Regions from separate parts of the Sus scrofa genome. Here regions 2, 3 and 4 are each linked to region 1. Evidence: chromatin contacts called from public Hi-C and HiChIP or PLAC-seq data. All regions are on one chromosome and are shown on one strand. Each heading gives the region's core, a stretch centred on a gene start, on an enhancer-like site or on the middle of the called end of the contact. The rest is flanking DNA. Distances are from core to core; before and after follow the strand shown. Region 1 has its middle 160 kb from the start of COL4A2. Region 2 overlaps MYO16 (unconventional myosin-XVI). Region 3 overlaps MYO16 (unconventional myosin-XVI). Region 4 overlaps LOC106507946 (a long non-coding RNA gene).

Region 1 (2,737 bases), core at 176-2,675:
CCTGCCCTGTGCACCCCTGATCTCAGGCTCCTCCCTCCAGAACTCGCTTCAAGGCCCGGTTGGGAGCCGTGGGTTTCGGCGGCCACAGGAAACGGAGACAGGGGTAGAAACTGCACCTTCCTAACGAAGACAGAGAGAGGCCTAGAGGAGCCGTCGCTCTGCACAGGGCGGCCCCGCCAGCCGGACCCCAGGCCTCTCTCCCAGCGCTGGGCCGGGACCCTTCCAACTGCCGTAAGACAGCCCAGATCCACCAGGGCTTCACTCGCCTCTCCACCTCCAGGCTGGCGCCCGGCCTGCAGCCAGGGTCACTGGATCACAGGACGGGCAGCCCTCCGATAGGCTCCTGCGTCACCATGCCTTCTGCGCATGTTGCCAGCATGTGCAGGTTCAAGGCTGGTGCCAGGTGCTCTGATTGAGTTGTTGGCATCTCTGGCACCTGTGACTCTGTGGATGCCGGAGGGTCACCGAAGAGGGCACCCCAACCCCCGCGAACACAGGGACAAGGCTGGGGGTGGGGCAGCCGCCTCTAATCCCCAGCTGGCGGGTGGCCCAGGACAGGCAGCACCTGTCAGCGCCCTGCGTGGCTTTGACAGGCTGGAGCCCTTGGCCCGGGGATCGCCCAGGAAGCAGGACACTGCCCTGTCACTTAATCTGCCCGCAGTCATTCACGAGACTGCGCCAACCCTTAGCACTGACCCAAGGCCAAGGGCAGCCCAGAGTCACCACCCCACTGACCTTCAGAGCAGGAGTGCAAGCCACTAAGGGGGGTGGGCAGCCGCAGGGGGGATGGGCGGCCGCAGAATATGTGGGACCTGTGAGTTTGTGACGCTGAACCCGGACCGTAGGCTCGGAGGCTGGGGGTCGGGGCGGGGTCTGCGCAGCCGGGGCTCCTCCGCCGGCCCCTCGCTGTGTCCTCACGTGGGGAAGGGGCGGGGAGGGCTGCAAGAGCCACAAGAGTCGGAATCCGACCAGGGAGGAGGGGGAGGGGCCGCGACCCTCACCCACCCAGTCCTAACCTCCTCCCAGAGGCCCCGCCTCCAAACCCGGTCACCCAGGGTAAGGATTTCAACTCGGGAATTGCCAGAAGCCTTCAGGTTCTCACAGTGTGTGTGTGTGTGTGTGTACACGTGTGTGTCCTTGTGTGCATGTGTGTGACTGTGCGTGCATATATGTGTGTACGTGCATTTGTGTTTGTGTGCAGGTGTGGGTGTGTATGCCTTGTGTGGCTGTGCATGTGTACGTGTGTGTGTGAGCGCGTGGCCCGGCCGGCAGTGGGTGGAAGGACGCGGGCAGAGGCCTGGGCAGCCAGGCGGCAGTGGGTGACCTGGCCTCGCCTCCGCAGAGCCACCGCTGTCCTGGGAAAGGGCCCAGGTTTGGCGGGGACCGTGTCCTGCTGGGCGGAGTGTGCTGCCACCTGGTGGCCGTCCTGGGGAAGGACGGCCTCCTGGGGACTCGGCCGCAGATGCCCCAGGGTCAGGTGACTCTGGGCTCAGACAAGGAAGGACGCAGGGCCCAGCCCTGGAAGCCCCGTCTGTGCCGTTTCTCCGCAAACCAGCGGTCCTCAGCCCACCGCCGCGACTGAGGCCTTGCCAGGTCAGGGCGTCACAGGGCGAGGACCGAGGGGCATCTCCCCAGGTGCCCCCATGAGGCTTCCTGGAGACCAGGCCTCCTCCAGAAAGCTTGCGGGTGCTCAGAACCGAGCACGTTCTGTCAGTGAAACTTCCTGGCGTTGTTTTGTCTGACGCTGCCGTGTGGCCTCCTCACGCCCCACAGACTCGCCTTGGAAACTGCTGGAGCCTTTATGGGCTGAGGAGGCACACTGAGCAGCTTCCCCACCCGCTGGGTCCCCGCGGGGTCAGGGCTCGGCCTGAGAGACAAGCTCACCGACCTCCGGCGTCACTCATCCACTTTCTGTTTTGCTCCCATTCCCGGAAAACTGCATTGCATCCTTTTTTAAAATAGAATGAATTCTGAAAGCAGGCTCCTCCCTGCCTCCTCGGAGAGCGCTTCCAGCATCAGCGGATGGCTTGTTATTATCATCCTTCGTTTCAGAACAGTCTTTTCAGGCTGTGTTTTTCCTTGTGCGCTGCAGGACGGGGTCTAGGAAATCACGTGCCTACAAATGGGGGGCGGGTCCCAACCTGAAACAAGCCCATTGCTGAGGGAGTCTGACTCCCAGCGGGGGCTCGTGGCCTCCTGGAGCACCTCCCGGCTGCTCAGCTCCGTCCTGCTCACAGGCCAGCCCCCACCCTTCCTTCTTGCCTGGAAGTGACAGTGGACCCCAGCCCTGTCCACAGACGGACGAGGCCATGGGCCACCCGAGGAAGGCTGCCAGGCCCGCCCCCACCTTCTCTTTCCAAGCAGAGCCAGCTCCGATGCCACGGCTCCTGCCAGCCCCTCTCCCTAACTGCTGCCCTTTCAGCCAACGAGTGTCCCCAGCCCTTAGCACTGACCCTGGGGGCATGTCTTCCGATGTCATTCAGCTCACGAGGTAACAGACCCAGGGAAGGGAAGAGTCACGAGGCACTGGGACCCTTCAGACAGATGGGAAATGCGGCGAGAAAGGGGCCCTGGTCCACCCAAGGCCTTCTCAGGACAGCCTCAAAGAGAGAATCGACACACCCCAAAAAGGCAAGGAGGAAGCGGGGGCTTGGGAGGAGAGCAAATAAAACAGCCAGACCCTCTTTGCATCCTTTTCAAAGTTACCATCTAAAGCTGTGGGGTCTGGGCTGTCACG
Region 2 (2,737 bases), core at 106-2,605, 630 kb before region 1:
GTAAGGGAAAGAGAGAGAGAGAGAGAAAGGGGGGCAGGGCAAATGTAAATCTTTGATGGTTTTAAGTAAAGTACATTCTGTTTTGCAGGGGGGAGCAGTGGGGAAGTCCCAGCAGTTTGATGCATCAGTAACTCTCTATTAAGATGGATTTCCCAGAAATTATCATTCAGATTGAAATTCTGGTTTTGTGATTTGCTTAATAATCAGAGTGTGAAAAATGCATTCAGCCAATGCCTGCTAGCAAATGTGGCAGTTCTTAAGACGTCTTGGGATTGTGTGAGATTCTTTTTAAGTAATAATGATGAGCCTCCATCGTGCTTATGGATCACGAAGCAGGGGCTGGAAGGATGGGGGGCTTTCTCAGGATGCACCGGGTACCGCAGTGCCACGGGCATCCTCCAGCCTCCGCGGGTGGGCTGTATACCAAAGGGCTGTGATTATGTCTCCTGGAGCTGGCTCATTGTTACCATCCAAATAATGCAGCTGGGTCTGTCTGGGGGGGCTCTTTGTGTTTGTCCCCCCAGAGCTGAAGACAAGGCTGGACCCAGGCACTTCCACTGCAGCTCCGTCCCGGTGCCCCTGGCGGTGGACGGCCTGGTCCAGTCCCTGGCTAGTCCATCCACCCGATCTCCTTCTCTGCACTCCGTGTTCAGCCTGGATGACAGCAGTAGCCTCCCGTCACCACGGAAACAGCCTCCGCCCAAGCCGAAGCGGGACCCCACCACGCGGCTGAGCGCCTCCTATGAGGCTGTGAGCGCCTGCCTGTGGGCTGCGGCCAGGGACTCAGCCAGTGAAGGTGAGCCCAGGGGAAGGAAGAGAGAGATCTGCCCCCCCTGGGTTACTGATGCCTGATTTCCCGTCTTTGGGTGCCCGGGGCAGTGCTGTCCACCCCACCCCCCAATACATTTTTAATAGAATTAAATCCATCAACGGCTTGCCAGGGGGCCCTTTGAATCATTAAATATAAATAATATTGCATTCAGTTCGCTAAGCCTCTTAGGGAAAAGCTACTTACATATGATTTCCTTAAGTCCTAGCCCAACTTCGACAGTGCATGAGGAGCCTTCAACCAGAACAATTCAGAAAGTCGGCCTCTAGTCCGTGTCAATGTTTGCTAATTAAAAAGCTAACATAATTCATCTGGCTTCCCCGTTATCGGCACCTAATTAAACATTAAGCCCGGGGAAACGGCGCAGGCAGAGGAGAACCATGACTCGGCAAAATGCAGTGGGGGTGAAAGTGGGGACAAGAGAACCACAGTGTCTGCCTTGCTGGACGGACATACTTGCGCAAAACCACAGCCCTCTCCGGATCAGATCTCTCCCAGAAGAGGTCATGCGATGTTTTTGCTTCATCGTTCGTTCTGAGCGTGGTTGGGAAGCGCAGAGGGAAGTCCTTCTCTGCGGCACATCAGCCGCACAGCCTTGAGTTACTGCCCTCAGAGGGAGGCCCTACTGAGGCCCGGAGGAGCACAATAAATGAATGAATAAATAAATAAATAAATGCCCTCGGGGCGGCAGGTGGTGAGCACAGTAAGCAGGTAAACACACAGCGTATTTGTCTTCCAAGCGGGTGGCTGCCGAGAAAACACGGTAGGGGGTGGCGGTGTTCTCAGGTGACTTCGGGGTGAGAGCGCTGAACTCCCAGACCTCAAGGGCCAGCTGGATGGAGGTCCCCAGTCCCTGTCCCTTTGGAGAAAACATTCGGCAAGGAGCCTGGGAGTGGTGGAGCGTATCAAGTGTGTACAAGAGAGAAGCCTGGGCAGGCGGGGTGGGGCAGAGCGACAGACAGACAGAGACAGAAAGGGGGAAGAGAGTGCCGCCTGTTTTGGGGGTGATTTAAATCCGTCCGATGGGGGCCCTCCTTCCAGGTTTCCTCTGGCCTCTTAAGCCCACCTTGGGCCTGACTCCGGGCCCTCATCTGTGTGACAAGCATCTTTTAGCCAGGATGGATTCTAGCGCAGAATGGATGGATTCTTCTCCCAGGATGGTTTCTGGGAAGCCGACGGGATGTGCTGTGGTCTGGTGCCCCTCTCCCTTCTCTGGCCCCTGAGGAACCTTTCTGCGCATGTGTGGTTCTGGAGGGCTCCTTGACCTCAAGAGTGAGAACTATCTGGTTGGAGTTCTGTGGTGGCTCCGTGGGTTAAGAACCAGACAAGAGTGTTGGTGAGGATGCGGGTTCCATCCCTGGCCTCACTCAGTGGGTTAAAGATCCGGCATTGCCACAGGCTGTGGCATAGGCTGCAGATGCGGCTTGAACCCCAGATCCCAAGTTGCTGTGGCTGTGGTGCAGGCTGGCAGCTGCTGCTCTGATTCGGGCCCTAGCCTGGGAACCTCCATGTACCACAGATGCGGCCCTAAAGAAAAAAAGAGGGGGGGAGAAGTTTCATGTAGAAAGTCCTTCTTTTATCCAGGCAGGACCCAGCTCCTCCTTAATCCTGCCACAAAATCTGTCTTGACACTATCTTTTCACCGGGGACATATTCCAGTTGCTCAGCCTGGGCCCCTTCTAGCTCCCACCTCAGGGGTGGAGGGTGACATTCTAAATGAAATGACGACATAGGTGTCCCCAGAAAAGATTGTGTGAGCACAGGAGGGGGCACAATTTCTTTGGTGAATAAACGAGCTCCAAATGCAAAAGCACAACAAAGCCATAAGCTCGTCTTTGGGAAAGACGGTTGGTTGACGCCAAGGAGGTGGTGGATGCACAGAAGCCTGCAGCCGTCAGCGGCTGCGTG
Region 3 (2,737 bases), core at 156-2,655, 610 kb before region 1:
TATAAGTGACATCATATGGTATTTGTCTTTCTCTTTATGACTTACTTCACTTCATATGAGGATCTCTAGTTGCATCCACGTTGCTGCAAATGGCATTATTTTGTTCTTTTTTATGGCTGCGTAGTATTCCATGGTGTATATGTACCTGTTTTTTGGTTTTCCACTTTTGCTGATTTTCCTGGTTCTCTGCCCTGCTGCGCTCCATCAGTGAGTGAACGCTAATGGTTAGCATTTTCCTGTCTCCTGTGACTCATAAGTGATCTGACCAGATCTCTAGCTGTGCTGAGGTTTGCTTAGAGGAGGTAGGGGGTCCAGAAGGAACTAGAAAACCCATTCCGAAGGGAGCACAAGAGTGTCCCTGCAATGCTGCAAATGTAGATTCTGTTTTTCTCAAGGACTGAAGTCATTCTTCTTAAAAGCAATTTTCGATTAAAAATCCAGGAGGGGCCCACGATGAGCTATTTATAAAGTTGATTAAACACCAAGAGACAAAACAAGGCCAGGACAATTCTCATGGAAGTATAAACATAAAACTAATAAATAAACAGTCTTGTTCTGAAATGATCTGCCGCTGGGTGTTGGCTGTTCCCTAAGAAAGGCTGCGGGAGCTGTCAGGGTGTCTCCCGGGGACCCTTCTTGTTGTTTCCAGATGGCAGGGCTTCCTTTCCCTCCCATCCGGGTGACACTGTACCAGTGCCACCAACACCAAAGCTCCCAGTCACAGAGCAGGCATCGCGTGCTCGCCACCTCCGCATTCTGGAGCAAGGGCACCCGAAACTGGGACGCGGGCCGCCGGCCCAGCGCAGCTGTGCAGGTGCTGCGTTCCGAGGCTCCTGGCTCTCCACTACCACCTGGCATTTAGGAAACATAAAAATAACAGCTCCATAAATAACCGCGTGACCTATGAGAGCAGACATGAGAAATCGGTCTCCGGGCCAGGCCAGCTTGTTGTTCAGATGCTGCATATTCGGCTAATTATAGGGCGGGCGAGCTGCAGGGAGAGGAAAGGGTGGCCCTGTGTTCCCCTCATGGCAGGGACAGGAGAGATGGGCCCAAAAGGAGCCAGTTAGGCGAACTGAAAATTGGCACGCCATCATTTTCTGCGCCTTTTTGGGTTCTGCAAACCTTATTTATACCGAGAGTCATTTTTTAGCTTTACTATGGGTGCATTCCTGCCCTGCTCAGCACATATGTTGTTGAAGATATCACTGTTTCCTGCTTCAGTTGGTGTTTTTAGCACAAACCCTCTCCTAAGACTTGGCAGGGGAGCGGGTGCCAGGAGCTGGGGCGGGGCGGCAGGGGGGACCAGGAAGCACTTCCCTTCCGTCCGACTTAACCCCTGGGACCAGTGCTCGTGGCACTTTCTGGCACAGAAGGAGGCTGAACGTACAAGTTCAAGGGCAACTCTGAGAAGCCTGAGCTACTCAACGGTGGTGATTTCACACAGGGCGGAAACGTGGGGAGGGATGCTGCTGGGTGGGGGGCGCGGCGCTAGCCTCTTAGGGGAAGAGGCAGGTCCGGCGATTCTGCTTTCTGAACCCGTCCTTCCCCCGGTCCCCGCCGCCTTGTGCTTTTCTGCTTCGGGAGTAATCCGTTCGTTTAGACACAAAACTGCGTTCTGGGACGCAGCTGTCCCAAGAGCAATCGCCTGCGAACCTCGCGTCCTCACTGGTGGGCACTGACGCCCCCCCCCCCCCCGATCATTTCTGTGACTCTTGGCAAAGGGCGGGCAGGTCTCTTTCCCGTGGTGTAGGGTCCGTTAGGTTCCTGCTGTTCACAACACACACCCCTTTGGCGTGTGCCTCCTGCTCACACCTGACAGCTCTTTACACAACCTCACGCGGGAAACCTCTCTGCTCCTTTGAGAACCAGCCTCCGCGCGTCTGTGTGACGCCTCACACGTGACCGCTTTCTTTCTCTGGGGTAATATACCAGATGTCTGGGCTATGCTGTTATGGAGAAGCAAAAAATCGGATTCACTTCCTAGAGGCTTGTTATAGCAGAGTGCAGGGGCCTTGGCCGTGATTTCTAGGTCCTTATTTGTGTTTTTTTCCTCGTGCACAATGATGAAAGATTTTAGAGAAATCAGACTTTCTGGTCCATGCCCACGGCATGGAGCAGTTCCCCAGGCCAGGGATCGAACCCAAGCCACAGCAGTGACAATGACAGATCCTTAACCCTCTGAGCCGCAAGGGAACTCTTGAGAAGTCAGAAATTTAAAAGGCATTGTTGGGAGTATCCGTTGTGGCTCAGCAGGTTAAAAACCCGACATAGTGTCTGTGAGAATGTGGGTTCAATCCCTGGCCTTGCTCAGTGGGCTGAGGATCCAGCGTTGCCACAAGCTGTGGCATAGGTCTCAGCTGCAGCTCCGATTTGACCCCTAGCCCAGGAAGCTCCACATGCAGCAGAAATTGTCACAACATTGTACATCAAATATGCTTTAGTAAAAGAAATAAAATTTTAAAAAGGCATTGTTCTGGAGTCTCCTGGTGGCTCAGTGGGTTAAGGATGCAGTGCTGACACTGCTGTGGCTCAGGTCACTGCCGTGGTTCAGGATCCATCCCTGGCTGGGGAACTTCCGTGTGCCCCAGATGTGGCCAGAAAAAAGGCATTGCTCCTTTGGTTTAACACAAAGGAGATGCTGATTTGGGGTCTGAGCATCCTGCCTGCGTGTAGTGACACAGTAGCCACATGTGTCTGTCTCCAGAGTCAAGCTGCGACTTCTACATTTTAGAAA
Region 4 (2,737 bases), core at 85-2,584, 550 kb before region 1:
TATGTCAATTGTATCTCAGTAAAACTGGAATGAGGAGAAAAAAAACAAAAAGACACCCAAAGAGGGAGTGAATTATTTTATGCCATCCCAGAGTCTCTTTTTATTTTTGGCCATGCCAGCATGTGAAAAGTCCCTGGACAGGGATGGAACCTCAGCCACAGACCCCGAGCTGCTGCGTTGACACCAGATCCTTAACCTGCTGCACCACCAGGGAACTCCCCAGATTTTTTTAAATGTTACTTTTGATTTATTTGTTCCTTCATTTTAATTTACTCGGGGCTTTGTGTTTCTGTGCCTGGAGCTGACTTGTATGTGAGAGGAGGAGTGGGCTCTGGGACCATCCAGGTCCTGCTCCCCCAGCCTCTTTTCGGTCTTTTTTTTTAAGGGCCACACCCATGGCATGTGGAAGTTCCCAGGCTAGGGGTCGAATCAGAGCTACAGCTGCAGGCCTACACCTGAGTCACAGCAACGTGGGATCCGAGCCACATCTTCGACCTACACTGTAGCTCACGGCAACGCCAGATCCTTAACCTACCGAGGGAGGCCAGGGACCGAACTGCATCCTCATGGATGCTAGTCAGGTTCGTTACTGCTGAGGCCACGACGGGAACTCCCCCCTGCCACCGCCGCCCTTTTTTTAAACACAAGAGCACCTGAGGCCTATGGAAGTTCCTGGACTAGGGGTCGAATTGGAGCTTCAGCTGGGACCTACGCCACAGCCACAGCAATACCAGATCCAAGCTGCATCTGCAGCCATGCCACAGCTTTCAGCAACGCCAGATCCTTAACCTACCGAGGGAGGCCAGGGATCGACTCCACATCCCCGCAGAAACTATGTTGGTTCCTAACCTGCTGGGCCACACGAGAACTCCTCTGCTCCCCTTTTTGATTTACTCCCAACATCCAACAAAATACTCTCTTGTGACCAGATGGAAAGTTGAGGCCAGCCGAGGATGGGATAGGCATTTCGGCACAAGGGTGCAGGGCAGAGAGGTACAGCGTCAGTCTCTTCCGGGGATCAGAGCAACCATCAGAGCTGCCTCCATCCCCCTGTGGACGTGATTTCAAACCCGTTGGGGGTCCCCACCAGCCTGTTTCCGGGAGGTCATTCCTGGTGCATCCGGCACCAAGGCGTTGGCGCGCGAGCCGTGGTGAAAAGCGCAAAGGACAGAAAGCCCTCAAAAGGAGAAAGGAGCCAGCCCGCATAGTTTCCATGTCACAATCCCCACGGCTCACATTCCGTTCTCGTCGATGAGGAAACAATATAATGTACAGCCCTGTCACCATGGCTATTAATAACTTGGATGGCATCCAGACCCACACGGGCACAGGGGGATATTCTGTCCTTTGTCATCGCGGCAGCAACGAGATGTTTTCTTTCCGAGGCCTGGCATCTATGTCCCCTGCCTGCCACGTGGGAAGCTTCTAATTTTCCAGGCACACGTAAGCCCTGATTAGCGGAGATAAGGACCGATTTTTGTTTGTTTGTTTGTTTAAGAGACTTAGAAAACCACAAAGAACTCGGAGTTCCAAAACACCCCATTAGCACTTTCCAATCCTATTTTAGAAAAACCAATGGGAAAAAATGTAAAACAGAGCGTGGGTGGGGAAGGTTTTTCATCAGAGTGGAGTTGTCATTTTCAGTGGGAGTTTTGTATTGAAACCCCCTGATGGCAAAAGCATGATTAAGAGAAGCTTGGCTTCACTGTTTACAGCAAACCTTGATTAAATACAAACAAGCAAATGAAACCCAAAAAAGGTGGGGGAAGAAAAAAGAAAAAAAGAGTCCCGTCCAGAAAGTACTGTGGTCCTTACCCAGAAGAGCCATCTTGTAAAGCCCTGTGGACTGACCATCAGTCTCTGCCCCCCCTCCTCCTTGGCTGCACGTCTTTGCCCATCGGTCTGATCTGCCTCCTCGGATCTCTCTTTCGAGTTTCAGCTTTTCGAATGCGGATCTGGAGTGCGTGATGTGACTCAGTGGGTTAGGAATGCAGCACAGTCTCTGTGAGGATGCAGGTTCGATCCCTGCCCTTGCTCAGTGGGTTAAGGATCCTGCCTTGCTGCAAGCTGCAGTGTAGGTCATAGATGCGGCTCAGAGCCAGTGCTGCTGTGGCTGTGGTGTAGGTCGGCAGGTGCAGCCCTGATTCAACTCCAAGCCCAGGAACTTCCATACGCTGCGGGTGCAGCCAGAAAAAGAAAAAAACAAAGCAAACAACAAGGAGCAGATGCACACCTGCTTATTTAATGTTCAGTATCTAGCACTGGGGGCTTTGTTAAGTGCTGAGGAATAAGATGACCTATAATTGCCCTGGGATCCCCCGGGATTTCTGTTTGCTGAAACAAGGACGGCTGAGTGTCATGTGTCGTATTTCCCTCTGCGTCTTAGGTTTCAGGAGGCCCAGGGCATTAACAGTGGGACAGGCTGGAAGGGCACAGGTGACTCCACACTCCTGGGGGCTCCATTCCTTCACCTCTTCCCCCGATGCCTTGTGTTCCTGCCTCTATAAAAGGCGTGACCGCAGGGCAACCATCACATACACCGACATCCACAAGCCAAAGAGAAGTCACCTGTCGAGAGAAAAGAGAGAATCTGTGATGCAATGGCACGGCTACAGCACCTTGGAGGTGCTGGAGGAAGCAGCAGAAAGATGGGGTGAGTGGGTCTCTTCTCGAAAAGTGTCCACCTCTGGGCTAAGGGGAAACGTGCAGAACCTTTGAGAGACGGAAGCAGGACAGA

Evidence for each region. Hi-C and Micro-C count contacts between places; a contact is called where the count stands out from the background. HiChIP or PLAC-seq counts read pairs in DNA pulled down with a chosen protein or histone mark.
Region 2: a Hi-C map of liver shows a contact between it and region 1, with 4 times the contacts expected there. The contact joins two enhancer-like sites. A contact is called at or near these places in 1 of 5 promoter capture datasets (liver), 22 of 47 Hi-C or Micro-C datasets (adipocytes, alveolar macrophages, blood and 12 more) and 2 of 2 datasets of contacts at active chromatin or transcription factors (alveolar macrophages and skeletal muscle).
Region 3: an H3K27ac HiChIP or PLAC-seq map of skeletal muscle shows a contact between it and region 1. The contact joins two enhancer-like sites. A contact is called at or near these places in 1 of 5 promoter capture datasets (liver), 25 of 47 Hi-C or Micro-C datasets (alveolar macrophages, blood, brain and 15 more) and 2 of 2 datasets of contacts at active chromatin or transcription factors (alveolar macrophages and skeletal muscle).
Region 4: a contact with region 1 is called in a Hi-C map of heart right ventricle, with 2.7 times the contacts expected there. The contact joins two enhancer-like sites. A contact is called at or near these places in 2 of 47 Hi-C or Micro-C datasets (epiblast stem cells and heart right ventricle).

Annotation. Positions count from the first base shown.
Region 1 is chr11:76,831,511-76,834,247 of Sscrofa11.1, forward strand. No RefSeq gene overlaps it. Among named protein-coding and RNA genes, the nearest start is that of COL4A2, 160 kb to the right of the region's middle. Within about 2 kb of position 1,426, at least 24 of the 83 cell types and tissues checked have an H3K27ac peak or open chromatin away from gene starts, as enhancers often do. A contact at or near this core is called in alveolar macrophages, liver and skeletal muscle, where this site is marked.
Region 2 is chr11:76,203,401-76,206,137 of Sscrofa11.1, forward strand. MYO16 (unconventional myosin-XVI) reads left to right here. Exons shown (of 37, transcript XM_021065905.1): 32 at 525-796. Among named protein-coding and RNA genes, the nearest start is that of IRS2, 450 kb to the right of the region's middle. Within about 2 kb of position 1,356, at least 10 of the 83 cell types and tissues checked have an H3K27ac peak or open chromatin away from gene starts, as enhancers often do. A contact at or near this core is called in alveolar macrophages and liver, where this site is marked.
Region 3 is chr11:76,226,021-76,228,757 of Sscrofa11.1, forward strand. The region is part of intron 34 of MYO16 (unconventional myosin-XVI); the gene reads left to right. Among named protein-coding and RNA genes, the nearest start is that of IRS2, 430 kb to the right of the region's middle. Within about 2 kb of position 1,406, at least 5 of the 83 cell types and tissues checked have an H3K27ac peak or open chromatin away from gene starts, as enhancers often do. A contact at or near this core is called in skeletal muscle, where this site is marked.
Region 4 is chr11:76,283,012-76,285,748 of Sscrofa11.1, forward strand. LOC106507946 (a long non-coding RNA gene) reads right to left here. Exons shown (of 3, transcript XR_001304359.2): 3 at 2,220-2,568. Among named protein-coding and RNA genes, the nearest start is that of IRS2, 370 kb to the right of the region's middle. Within about 2 kb of position 1,335, at least 3 of the 83 cell types and tissues checked have an H3K27ac peak or open chromatin away from gene starts, as enhancers often do.